Regions from separate parts of the Mus musculus genome. Here region 2 is linked to region 1. A link is a contact called in public Hi-C data. All regions are on one chromosome and are shown on one strand. Each heading gives the region's core, a stretch centred on a gene start, on an enhancer-like site or on the middle of the called end of the contact. The rest is flanking DNA. Distances are from core to core; before and after follow the strand shown. Region 1 overlaps Phlpp2 (PH domain and leucine rich repeat protein phosphatase 2). Region 2 holds the start of Marveld3 (MARVEL (membrane-associating) domain containing 3).

Evidence for each region. Hi-C and Micro-C count contacts between places; a contact is called where the count stands out from the background.
Region 2: a contact with region 1 is called in a Hi-C map of rod photoreceptor, with 2.1 times the contacts expected there. The contact joins the promoter of Marveld3 here to the enhancer-like site in region 1. A contact is called at or near these places in 1 of 484 Hi-C or Micro-C datasets (rod photoreceptor), 3 of 115 datasets of contacts at active chromatin or transcription factors (the SCID.adh cell line, embryonic fibroblasts and embryonic stem cells) and 2 of 9 other capture datasets (adipose tissue and pancreatic islet).

Annotation. Positions count from the first base shown.
Region 1 is chr8:109,920,312-109,925,748 of GRCm38.p6, reverse strand. Phlpp2 (PH domain and leucine rich repeat protein phosphatase 2) reads right to left here. Exons shown (of 19, transcript NM_001122594.2): 11 at 2,838-2,933. Among named protein-coding and RNA genes, the nearest start is that of Marveld3, 39 kb to the left of the region's middle. Within about 2 kb of position 2,553, at least 4 of the 459 cell types and tissues checked have an H3K27ac peak or open chromatin away from gene starts, as enhancers often do. A contact at or near this core is called in rod photoreceptor, where this site is marked.
Region 2 is chr8:109,958,827-109,964,263 of GRCm38.p6, reverse strand. Marveld3 (MARVEL (membrane-associating) domain containing 3) reads left to right here and starts at 2,059. Exons shown (of 3, transcript NM_212447.2): 1 at 2,059-2,548; 2 at 4,424-4,551. The coding sequence starts at 2,157.

The sequences.
Region 1 (5,437 bases), core at 1,304-3,803:
TAAGAGGAAACAAAAGACACAAAAGCTCACTTCAACCCTTTCTAGTCTGTTATAGGCCAGTTAATTAAAACCATCAACAAACCTACTTTTAAAATATGCAACCACTGACAAGTGACTGAGCCAAGGAAATTTTCATAAGAACACATGCTCCACTATGTTCATAGCAGCCTTATTTATAATAGCCAGAAGCTGGAAAGAACCCAGATGTCCCTCAACAGAGGAATGGATAATAGAAAATGTGGTACATTTACACAATGGAGTCCTACTCAGCTATTAAAAACAATGAATTTGTGAAATTCCTAGGCAAATGGATGGACCTGGAGGGCATCATCCTGAGTGAAGTAACCCAATCACAAAAGAACTCACATAATATGTACTCACTGATAAGTGGATATTAGCCCATAAACTTAGAATACCCAAGATATAAGATAAAATTTGCTAAACACATGAAACTCAAGAAGAACGAACACCAAAGTGTGGACACTTTGACCCTTCTTAGAATTGGGAACAAAACACCCATGGAAGGAGTTACAGAGACAAAGTCTGGAGCTGAGACGAAAGGATGGACCATCCAGACACTGCCCCACCCGGGGTCCATCTCATAATCAGCCACCAAATGCAGACACTATTGCATACGCCAGCAAGATTTTGCTGAAGGGACCCTGATATAGCTGTCTCTTGTGAGGCTAGGCCAGTGCCTAGCAAACACAGAAGTGGATGCTCACAGTCAGCTACTGGATGGATCACAGGGCCCCCAATGGAGGAGCTAGAGAAAGGACCCAAGGAGTTGAAGGGGTCTGCAACCCTATAGGTGGAACAACAATATGAACTAACCAGTACCCCCAGAACTCGTGCCTCTAGCTGCATTTTTAGCAGAAGATGGTCTAGTCGGCCATCATTGGGAAGAGAGGCCCCTTGGTCTTGCAAACTTTATATGCCTCAGTACAGGGGAAACAGCAGGGATAAGAAGTGGGAGTGGGTGGGTAGGGGAGTGGGGGTGGGGTGGGGGAGGAGACGGTATAGGGGACTTTCAGGATAGCATTTGAAATGTAAATGAAGTAAATACCTAATAAAAAATTGGAAGAGAGAAAAAAAAAAAAAAAAAGAAAATGGGTCACATACATCACCTAGCACCCACCCAGGAGTCACAATGAGATCTTTAGTATAAGTGGCGCAGAGTCTAATCCTGGGGGTCAAATGACCCTTTCACAGGAGTCACCTAAGACCATCGGAAAACACAAATATTTACATTATGATTTATAACAGCAGTAAAATTATAGCTACGAAGTGTTGGGATAATCTTGTGCACTGTGTAAAAGCTGTCTTTGTATTATTCAAATATTGATTTCTGTGCCAGCAGAGAGCTGAGTACTGTCTGGACTTTGGTATTGTTATCTTTATGAAGCATCACCTGTCTCAGTTTTGTAAACTTTCTTCTCCATCACCTGAAAGGTTTAATAAAGAGCTGAACAGCCTATAACTGAGGCAGAAGAGGACAGGCAGAACAGCTGAGAAGAGATAGGAACTGTGGGAAAGAATCAGGTGTGTTGAAGGGAGCGGGAGAGGATTCACCAGCCAGCCACAGAGGAAGGAACAGGTGCCCTGAGAGGTAACAGGCTGCATGGCAGAAGGTAGATTATAATAAACGAGTTAATTAAGCTATGTGGGCTAGCTGGAAACAAGCCTAAGCTCTAAGGCCTAAGCATCATAAACAAATATAAGTCTCTGTGTCATTACTGGAAGCTGGCAGGTCAAGACAGTCTGGCGATAATGAAGTAACAACGAAAATAATTTTATGGTGGGGGTCACCACAACATGAGGAACTGTATTAAAGGGTCGAAGCATTACGAAGGTTGGAAATCACTGGTAAAGGAACTTCTAGAATAAATCTATTTTAACTTAAGTCTAGGCAGAAATGAAGTCTGGACAGCATTTATCTATACTAATAACTCAAGTCTGTTTATTAATATAATTCCATAATGAAATTTTTATCACAATAAAAATTAAGAGTTAAAAATATACTATGACTAGGCTGTTACCAATAAAATCCAAAAAGTGTTAATGACTTTCCAAATATGTAGTGATCTGTCGAAGATCCCACTGAACTGATAACATTGTCTGGGTGTGAAGATCAGAGGCTTGATGCAGACCTACTGTGCGACAAAGCCTGTATTTTAATTTTTAAAACTCCAAAGCACACGTTTTACGTTTAAGTACTTTGGAATATATAGTATAACATCCTCACCTATCTCCTTCCTCAAGTTAGGTAAATCTCACCATCTGGTAATGGTGAACTCAAATGCCATCTTATCACAAAGCACTCTCTGATTATTTAAAGTTCTCCTGACATTCGGAAACAATTGATAAATGTTGTGATTAAGAGTAAGCCTCCAGAGGAAGATGGCTACATTCAAATGATAGCTCCCTGGTGAACTGTTGCCTTGGACAGGCTCCCTGACTGTTCTTAGTTTCCTCATTCGAATCTAAGGTGAGGCTGACAGCACCTACAGACAAGGGATTAAAGGATGAGTTAGATCATAGGACTTAAGCTCTCAGGACAGTTCCAGCTCACTGTAAGTCACCCTATAGAAGCTAAACTCATCCCACCATACCACTAACCATGCCAGAGGCTGACAGCACACGCTAGCAATTCTCTGCATATACGTCAGAGTCTTACTACATTTCCTGTAGGCTAAGGCCATGCACTTCTCATCGCTAGTCCCTTACAGGACCTCCTACTCAGCAGGCCCCTCCTCAACAGTCGCCAACAATGAAAGGCAACCCAAATCTAGAGAATCACTTAAACACATATATCATGCACGCATGTATACACATACCTCATGGGGACCTCTGTAAGAAGATTGTGGCTTATGTCTAGTATTTCCAGCTTTTTTGCTTCACAGGCCCAGTCAGGGACACACTCCAGCAAGTTTCTGCAAAGAATAAGAATCATCACTTAAGGTAAGAAGTTGCTATGGCTTGGAAATTAAATGCTTCCCTTACAGACATGCTACTGCAGTTGTTCTAGTAGCCTGTGGTGTATTACAAATTGGTGGGTGGGACTGGAGAGATGGATTAGTGCTATAGAGCACTGGCTGCTCTTCCAGAGGACCAAGGTTCAATTCCTAGCACCTACATATCAGCTTACAACCATCTCTAACGCAGTCTCCGGGCACCAGGCATACATGTGGTATTAGAGACACACACACACAGGCAAAATATCCACACACAGAAATTTTTTTGAAAGTTAATTAAAAACAAATTAACTGATGGGATTAAGCCAGGGTGACAGTTTGTTCGTACTGTAATCCTAGCACTTGGGAGGCTAAGGCAAGCATGAGGATCATAAATTCAAGGCCAGCCTGGGTTAAATATGGAAGCTATCTTAAAAAACAAACAGAAGAAAGGTAAAAAGGGTAAGGAAAACAAGGGAGCAAAAAAGTGAGAAGGAAGGAAGGAAGAGCTCAAAGGAGATCTGGCCTTTTCTCAGTTGTCATGAGGTAAGCCATTACGAGCTGCCACCATATAACTATATACTTCCCCAAAGGCCCTAGGTGACATGGTTAAGTGGCCACGGATCGGAAATTGCAAGCTAAAAATAGACTTTACTTCTTTTAAATTGCTTATTTCAGGTATTTTGTCATAGTTATGAAAATCTAAATAACAAACAACGGAATCCATTTCACTAGACTCTGAGGAAGAATCTGGGACGCTGCCAGGAATACAGGCGTCAATCAGAGAATGCTGCTAAAGTAGAAAGGGAGAGACCAGTACTCAAATGTGCACAGCAACGTGGGCCAACTGTGTGACATCACACGTTCAGAGAAGACTTCAAACAGAAGCAACAGGATGCAGTGAGACATGATGAGGAGAGATTTGGGAGAAGTGGCATCAAAGATAACCAGGAATTCTATAGGTAATGACAGAGAGAAAAGAAGCAAATTCTCAGAAAAACAGAAGGAGTAACAGTGAGAAAGTAGACACAAAAGGCAACCAGCAGCAGGGCAAAGTTTCAAGTCACTGGAAAAACAAACTCGAAATAGTTCATACAGCTCCGCCCGCATCATACAGACTTCTACTGTCAGAGGTCACCCACCCCTTCCAGATCTCAAGGTGTATATCAGTTATGTGGCAGGCTGAAGTGAGAGCTATAGGAGAAGCAGACTTTGCTGTGACAAGTTTGTGAAAAGAAAACTTGGCCTGAAATAGCCAAGGCCACTAGCTGCTCAAAAACATGACATCTGGGCTGGAGAGATGGCTCAGTGGGTAAGAGCACTGACTATTCTTCCGGAGGTCCTGAGTTCAATTCCCAGCAACCACATGGTGGCTTACAACCATCTGTAATGAGGTCTGACGCCCTCTTCTGGTGTTCCTGAAGACAGCAACAGTGTACTCACATAACATAAAATAAATAAAATCTTAAAAACAAAAAAAATGACATGAACTGGGTTAGATTCTGTGACCTTACATGAAAATACTTAAGCAGCAATGATGCCAACTTGAGTCACAGCACAGAGATATGGCAAGGAAGAGTGTGCTGTGTAATGGGAGGCCAAGCATGAAGTGTTTCCCTGGAAACAGGGAAAGTTAGGCTGGAACTAGGTCTAAACCATGTCTGCAAAGTTCTTACTCGATCCTATATGTGTAGGGCCTACCTCAAGGGTTTATAAACAGTATACAGATGATGTCAGCTGTGTGCTTTAAATACATGACTGGTTGGTGGAGCCCAATAAAGATGATTCTGCCAAGAAGAAAGAGAAGAAAGAAAAAGAAGGAAGAAAGGGAAGAGGAAAGAAGAATGAGAGGCAGGAGTGATACAGGCCTGAGTGAGTAGTCATTCAGCTGAAGGAGAGGCAGGAATTCCAGCACTGCCCAGGGGCAGCAACGGCGATGACTCAGAGAAGGATTAGGTAAAGAAGGAGGACAGAATGAAAGATGGAAGGAAGCTACTTTCAGGTCCTGGAGGACCAGGGGCCTGACGGGGCTGAATTATGAACAGACACAGAAAACAAGTCCGGAGCAGTGGAAGTTGAGCTAATGTTACAGAGGTTTGAGACTCCTGGGGTGTGGGTAGCAAAACCAACTGGCGAAGAACTGGATACATAAGCCTGACCTGAGAGGAGAGGCTCAGTCTAGAAAACTGGCGGATGCCAACACTCAGTGACTCAAATCACTGGACTCAATGAGACTGCATCTGCAACAGGGCAGTGTGCCAAGTCAGAACTGGGGGGTGACTGCCTGCAGGAGAACACAACAGAACCAAAGACACAGAAGCAACGACTGACATGGCATTACAAAGAACATGGCCAGTTTGAAAGCTGCCTTTTAAAAGAAGGAGTAGTATCATCAGGGAAAAGTGAACTAGAGATGGCCAAAAGTGAGCTGCTGACGAGATAAGGAAATGGCAAGCAAGGCAACAGCTCTCCTGACAAATGGA
Region 2 (5,437 bases), core at 810-3,309, 39 kb before region 1:
GTATCAAATCCCCTGGGACTGGAGTCACAGACAGCTGTGGGCCACATACAGATGCAGGAGATTGAACATGGATCCTCTGGGAAAAGCTGGCCATTTCTCTTAACCCCAGGGCCACCTCTCCAGCCCTGGGGCTGTATTTGGAATTAGACAAAGGCAATAAAATAACATAAGCTAGAAATGAGGAAACCCCTGGCCGCATATTGGACCCTCCATCCACTCTCTTATTTCTTCCTCCTTTGAGTAGCTGGCAGTTCATGAAAGCCTCCACATTCTAGGATCGTCTGTTTTACTTTTTAAAAGTTTTTTTTTTTTTAGTTACATTTTTGCCTATCAAAAGGGGGGGCGGGGGTCAGAGTGGGTCTCCAAGCAGGCACTTCCTTAGAACTCCATTACTTTGAAAAACATGAAGCGTAGCCCACTCTGACCCCTTCCAGCGTCGAACTTACACGGAGATCACAGGCTGGAATTGCAGGTGTGATCACGGGTGATACCTGGCTCGGGTTTTACTCTTGATTTCGGGCTGGAAAGGGATTTCAGAGATTAGTGTTCGGCGTGATGGTGATGGAGCCATGGACCGATGCCGGGGTGAGGAGGGACAGCCACTGGGAGTTTGTGGGGCTCCAGCTCTGCATCTTGTACCCTCGGTGGTGACGTTGACAGAACTTGGCATAGAGCCAGGCAGCAAAGCCTCTGCAGAAGTAGCCAGAGGCCAGTTTATAACATTCTCAAAGTGAGATAACTGCACGGAGGAGCCAAAGACAGTTAACAGCTCTTTTGCCAACGCCCATTCTCCATGGATGAGAGCCTCAGAGGGCGATACTTCCAGCTTCCATAAGAAATGAAATGCCAAGAGCTTTATACAAAGCTCAGGAAAGGCATTGCCTGCGGCCATGACCCTTCCTTAGAGCTCACCAGAGGGTCACCTCTTTGCCCTGCTGGAACATGAGCGTCCAGCCACCACGGTGAGTGCTGTAGACACAGGAGGTGTCACCAGATTCACATATGTGGGGATACAGGAGTCAGTTTCAGTCTCCAACTCGGCCCATCCTTCCTGATTCCTCAATTCTACTCAGAGCAGAGCCTCACGTTGTCTTTCTAGCACGTGTCCTTGTTCCCATCCAGTCTTTACGCAAACTGGAGCACTATCTCTGTCCAAAACGACTTCCCTGCGAACCTCCCGCACCTGCTGAGTCACGTGCTCCTGCTCACTTGCTGACCCCACTAGCAGAGCCAGTTTTCTGGTTTTTAAAAAATGTTCTTGGCAAAATTAAAGGCTACTAATAACGAGTAGAACAGTTCTTTTCTTTTCTTTTTTCTTTTAAGTGTTTTATAAGTTTGGGCTGTAACTTCTCTGAGGAGGGAGAGGACCCGTGGGTGAGAGGCTGGCTGAGCGGGTAGGTGGATGTGTGGCTATCTGACTGTGTGGGTGGATGGCTGAGAAGAAGGGTGGATGATGAGTACGCTCTGGGGAAGCAAACTCAAGACGCTTTGTAAGTTGGTCGACAGGAAATCACCACTACTGGCTTCATTTGGGGGAACTCGTCATAGCTGCTAGGAGTGAGGTCACCCCACCCAAGTTTAGATCAATGGAGTTACCAACTCCTCCCCCTAATGAGCTCTCTATCGAAAAGCTCAAATCCATGCCCGGAACTGTATTAGTGGGTTTAATGATCTTCGTTTGGGGCTGGGAATATAGCTCAGTGGTACCATGCTCACCTAGACATGCAAGGCCCTGGGATTCAAACCCAGTACCATGAAAGTAAAGAAATAAATGATTGGTCTGGCGTCCTAATAGCTCTAGCAAGAGACAGCCTTTGAAGGCTGAGCTGATTTGGTCACATCCTTTTGCCTGCTCCCTGGGCCATTTCCCTTTGATAATCCTATAAAACCTAGGACTGACATCTATTTCAGCAAGAATCCACCTCCCACTCTCCAGCCCTCGTCCACCCCACTCCCACCCCCATCCCCTCTGGCCGCACCACGACTGCCCCCTGGCGGCCAGTGGCAGGTGCGCCCTCTCCGGGCCGCTGGAGGGCAAGTGCGCGTGCGCACAGGTGAGCTGTACCGCCCCGTCCTTGAGCTTGGCCACCTGCCTGGGAAACTTATGGTTGGTTGTCGCCCTCGGATCGTTTCCGGGCGGGGACAGGAATCCGGCCATGAAAAATACTTCGGGGCACCGTGAGCCCCGGACCCGTCCTAGAGAAAGAGACCCGGACCGGCGCCCGCACCCGGACCGAGACCACCACGTCGAGCGGTCGCGGGACCGAGGCGGGGACAGGCACAGGGAGAGGAACGGTGACGTGAGAGGAAACGGGGACCGTCGGGCGGGCCGGGAACAGAGAACGGACCGAGACCAGCGCCAGGACAGACACAGGGACGCGGGCCATCGCGCATCCGAACAAAGAGCCTTGGAGAAGTCCCGTCAAAGCCGTGCGCGGCCCGAGCCCTGGGGACCCAGTTGGGACGCAGCCCCGACTCCGGGACCCGCACCCTGGGGGCCCCCAGAGCTGTCGCAGAAGCATGGCCTCGGGCGCCGCGGGTTGGAGAGGTGAGGGGTGCACCTGCTAGGGACCAGGGACCGCCGAGGGTGGAGGAGAGATGACATAAAAGAAAAAGTGGGAAAGCCCGAGAACCAGAGGAAGGAGGAGAGTTTCAGGACTGAAACTGGAACGGTTTAGAAGGCTAGGTAGGTGGGGCTAGCCGGAGGGCCACAGACTCTTAAGTCTTGTTCCCTAGCCTTCCCTCTATACCTTTCAAAGTCCAGCTTCCAGGTTGGGGGGGGGGCTGAATAAAGTTAGCCCAACGAAGAGTTAATAGTTGGACTCGCTCTTCCTGACAAGGCTATGTATGCGCAGCAGACTGCTAGCAGAAGCCGCCGTTTTAAACACGAAACTAAGCCCACCTAAACGTTCATTCTCCGGTGATGTGTAACAAAGTCAGTGAGGTCTTTCTCAGCAGCTTGTTTCAGACCGTAGGTTTGTTTAAACCCCACCCTCATGAATAGACGAACTTGGTCTGTAGGTCCCGAAATTCCCCTGTGTCTTTGAAGGTTTTGTGAATGAGGGTGGAAAGGACTAGCAGGGGACCGGTCGTCATACCCCCTCCTAGAGACTCAGCGCGCCATCCAGTTGCACAGATGTGGAACCAGGCTCTGGGGACTGGGTAAATAGAATAAAATAGGTGTCCCTGAGGGCAAAAAGTGTGTGTGTGTGTGTGTGTGTGTGTGTGTGTGTGTGTGTGTGTGTGTGTGGTTGTCAAAACTGTGCATTCTTTTCCCTGGAGACAACTCTTCTAGCTGATGATCCCCAGCCTCTGCCATTAGACTTGGAGCCTCTGCCATTAGACTTCCACACATCAGGGAAAGCTGCTATCATGAGTTTATGTTACATTATCTAAAGCCAACTCACCTCGCGAAAGCTGCGCCCAGATTTGGGCTGCTCTTTCGGTCTTTGACACTAGCTATTGTTTCCCTGGCTGCACCCATCTTGGACTGCAACCACAGGAGTAGAAAAACAAGAGGTACATTTGTGCGTTTCCTCTTAAAACCAGAGTCCTCATTACCCCGCCTCACCCCAGAGTGAATAAAAGACATGCAATTGTTCGTGGCTTATTTAAAGGTTTGAGGCCAAAGGGCAGCTTCTCTCTGTCTGCTCTCCTCCTAAGCATTTATTGGAGGGAGGGAATGCAGGGACCCGCATGCAGTAACTTACTGTCAGCGTTCAGAGACTGACTGGCAGTGAAAACAGCCACCAGAGGCTCAGGATGCCAAGGAAGGTGACCTAGAGCTGAGTTCTGTGGAAGGAAGACAGAAGACAGTAGAAGGCGATTCAAGTAGAAAAACCGCTTCCTCTGTGCCCCAGAAGCCTGGGTTCTTTAGTGGTGAAGGGCAGCTCACTGCGGCTGGCTCGGTACGCCTAGGTCGTAAGTGTGCACAGTACCAGAGTCTCCTGTGTGCTGATGAAAGGTTTAAAGATTTCAAACCAAAGAGAGATGGGGTGGCTTCTATGTCCCCAAAGCAGAATGCAGCCTCTTGTTGAATCTTGGGCAGAGCCTGGCATATGTTAGGCAAATGGAAACAGAAGGTGCCAGGGGTGGCCAAAGGAGAGATATCAGTAAGATATCAAAAGTAGCTGGCTGGACGTGGACATGACTATAATCTCAGCTAGTGGAGGGTAGAGGCAAGAGAATCAGGGGCCAAAGGTCAAGCTCGTTATTGAGAGTTCCAATACCACGGGCCATGGTAGCACACACAACTGTGATGTAGCTCTTGGGAAGCTGAAGCAGGAGGATCACATGTTTGAGGCAAGCCTAGGCTTCGTTCTGTGAAATTTTTAAAAACTAAAAAAATAAACGAAGGCCTAATAGTAAACAAACCGTTGAGTTACAGGCCTGTCCCTAATGTCTCTGCGCTCCTTGGTTGCAGCGAACGGGCTTCGGAAAGATACGTGCCCACCTACTCCGTGCCTGCTCTCCAGGAAGAGGAATATTACCAGTCGGAAGCGGAGGGACTCCTGGATTGCCACAAATGCAGATACTTGTGCACAGGGAGAGGTGAGCCTTTGGGGGACCCTGCCGAACCATTTATATTGCAAATGGCTTGAGGAGAGGCAAGGTGGCAGGTGGAGGCATGAGCGCTGGTGAGTTGGCAGATTGTCCAGTTTTTCCTCTTAGGTTCCATTTCCATGTTGCATGGAGTTCTTGATCAAGAAAGAGAGAGAGAGAGAGAGAGAGAGAGAGAGAGAGAGAAAGAAAGAAGGAGGGAAAGAAGGAAAGGGAGGAAGTGGAAAAAAGAAAGAACAGAAGAGAAGAAAGAATACAGGAAGGTCTGAACTCTGCCATGAGGCTTTCCCCACACTTATCCAATGTGCATGCATAGCTCTGAGCTTGGCTCAAGCTCGCTTCCCCTTCCCAGCCAGCTGGTGAAACTTTGTACTTTCAGTGTGTTGTGAGCTGCCTGTGGTGGCCACCTGCTCCTCTTCCATAGCCAGCTGAGGCCATAGAGGGAAAATGACCCCAGCAGAGTTCATCCTCAAAACAAGCGTACAGGCAGGGTGGTCTTCTCAGAGAGCTGACGCCCAATCAGTCACTGGCTTTCAATCTTCATTGCCTGAAATGCATAGTAAGAGCATATATTACATTACGAACAAGTTCACAGCCTAGCATGGTGTCTTACGTGCCCATAATCCCAGCCGAGGCAAGATTGTTGTGAGTTCTCCACCATCGTGGGCGGCAGAGGAAGACCCTGTCTCAAATAATAAACAAAACCACATCAATTCACAGAGAAAAACAAAAATCTCACGAAACTACCCAGCCCTTATGCACACCCAGTGCATTAATATTTTCTCTTTCATTAAAAACCAAAGCCAGGGACCAGTGTGATGGCTAAGGGGTGCCTGCAGCCAAGCCTGACTGCCTGAGTTCAATCCTTGGGACCCAC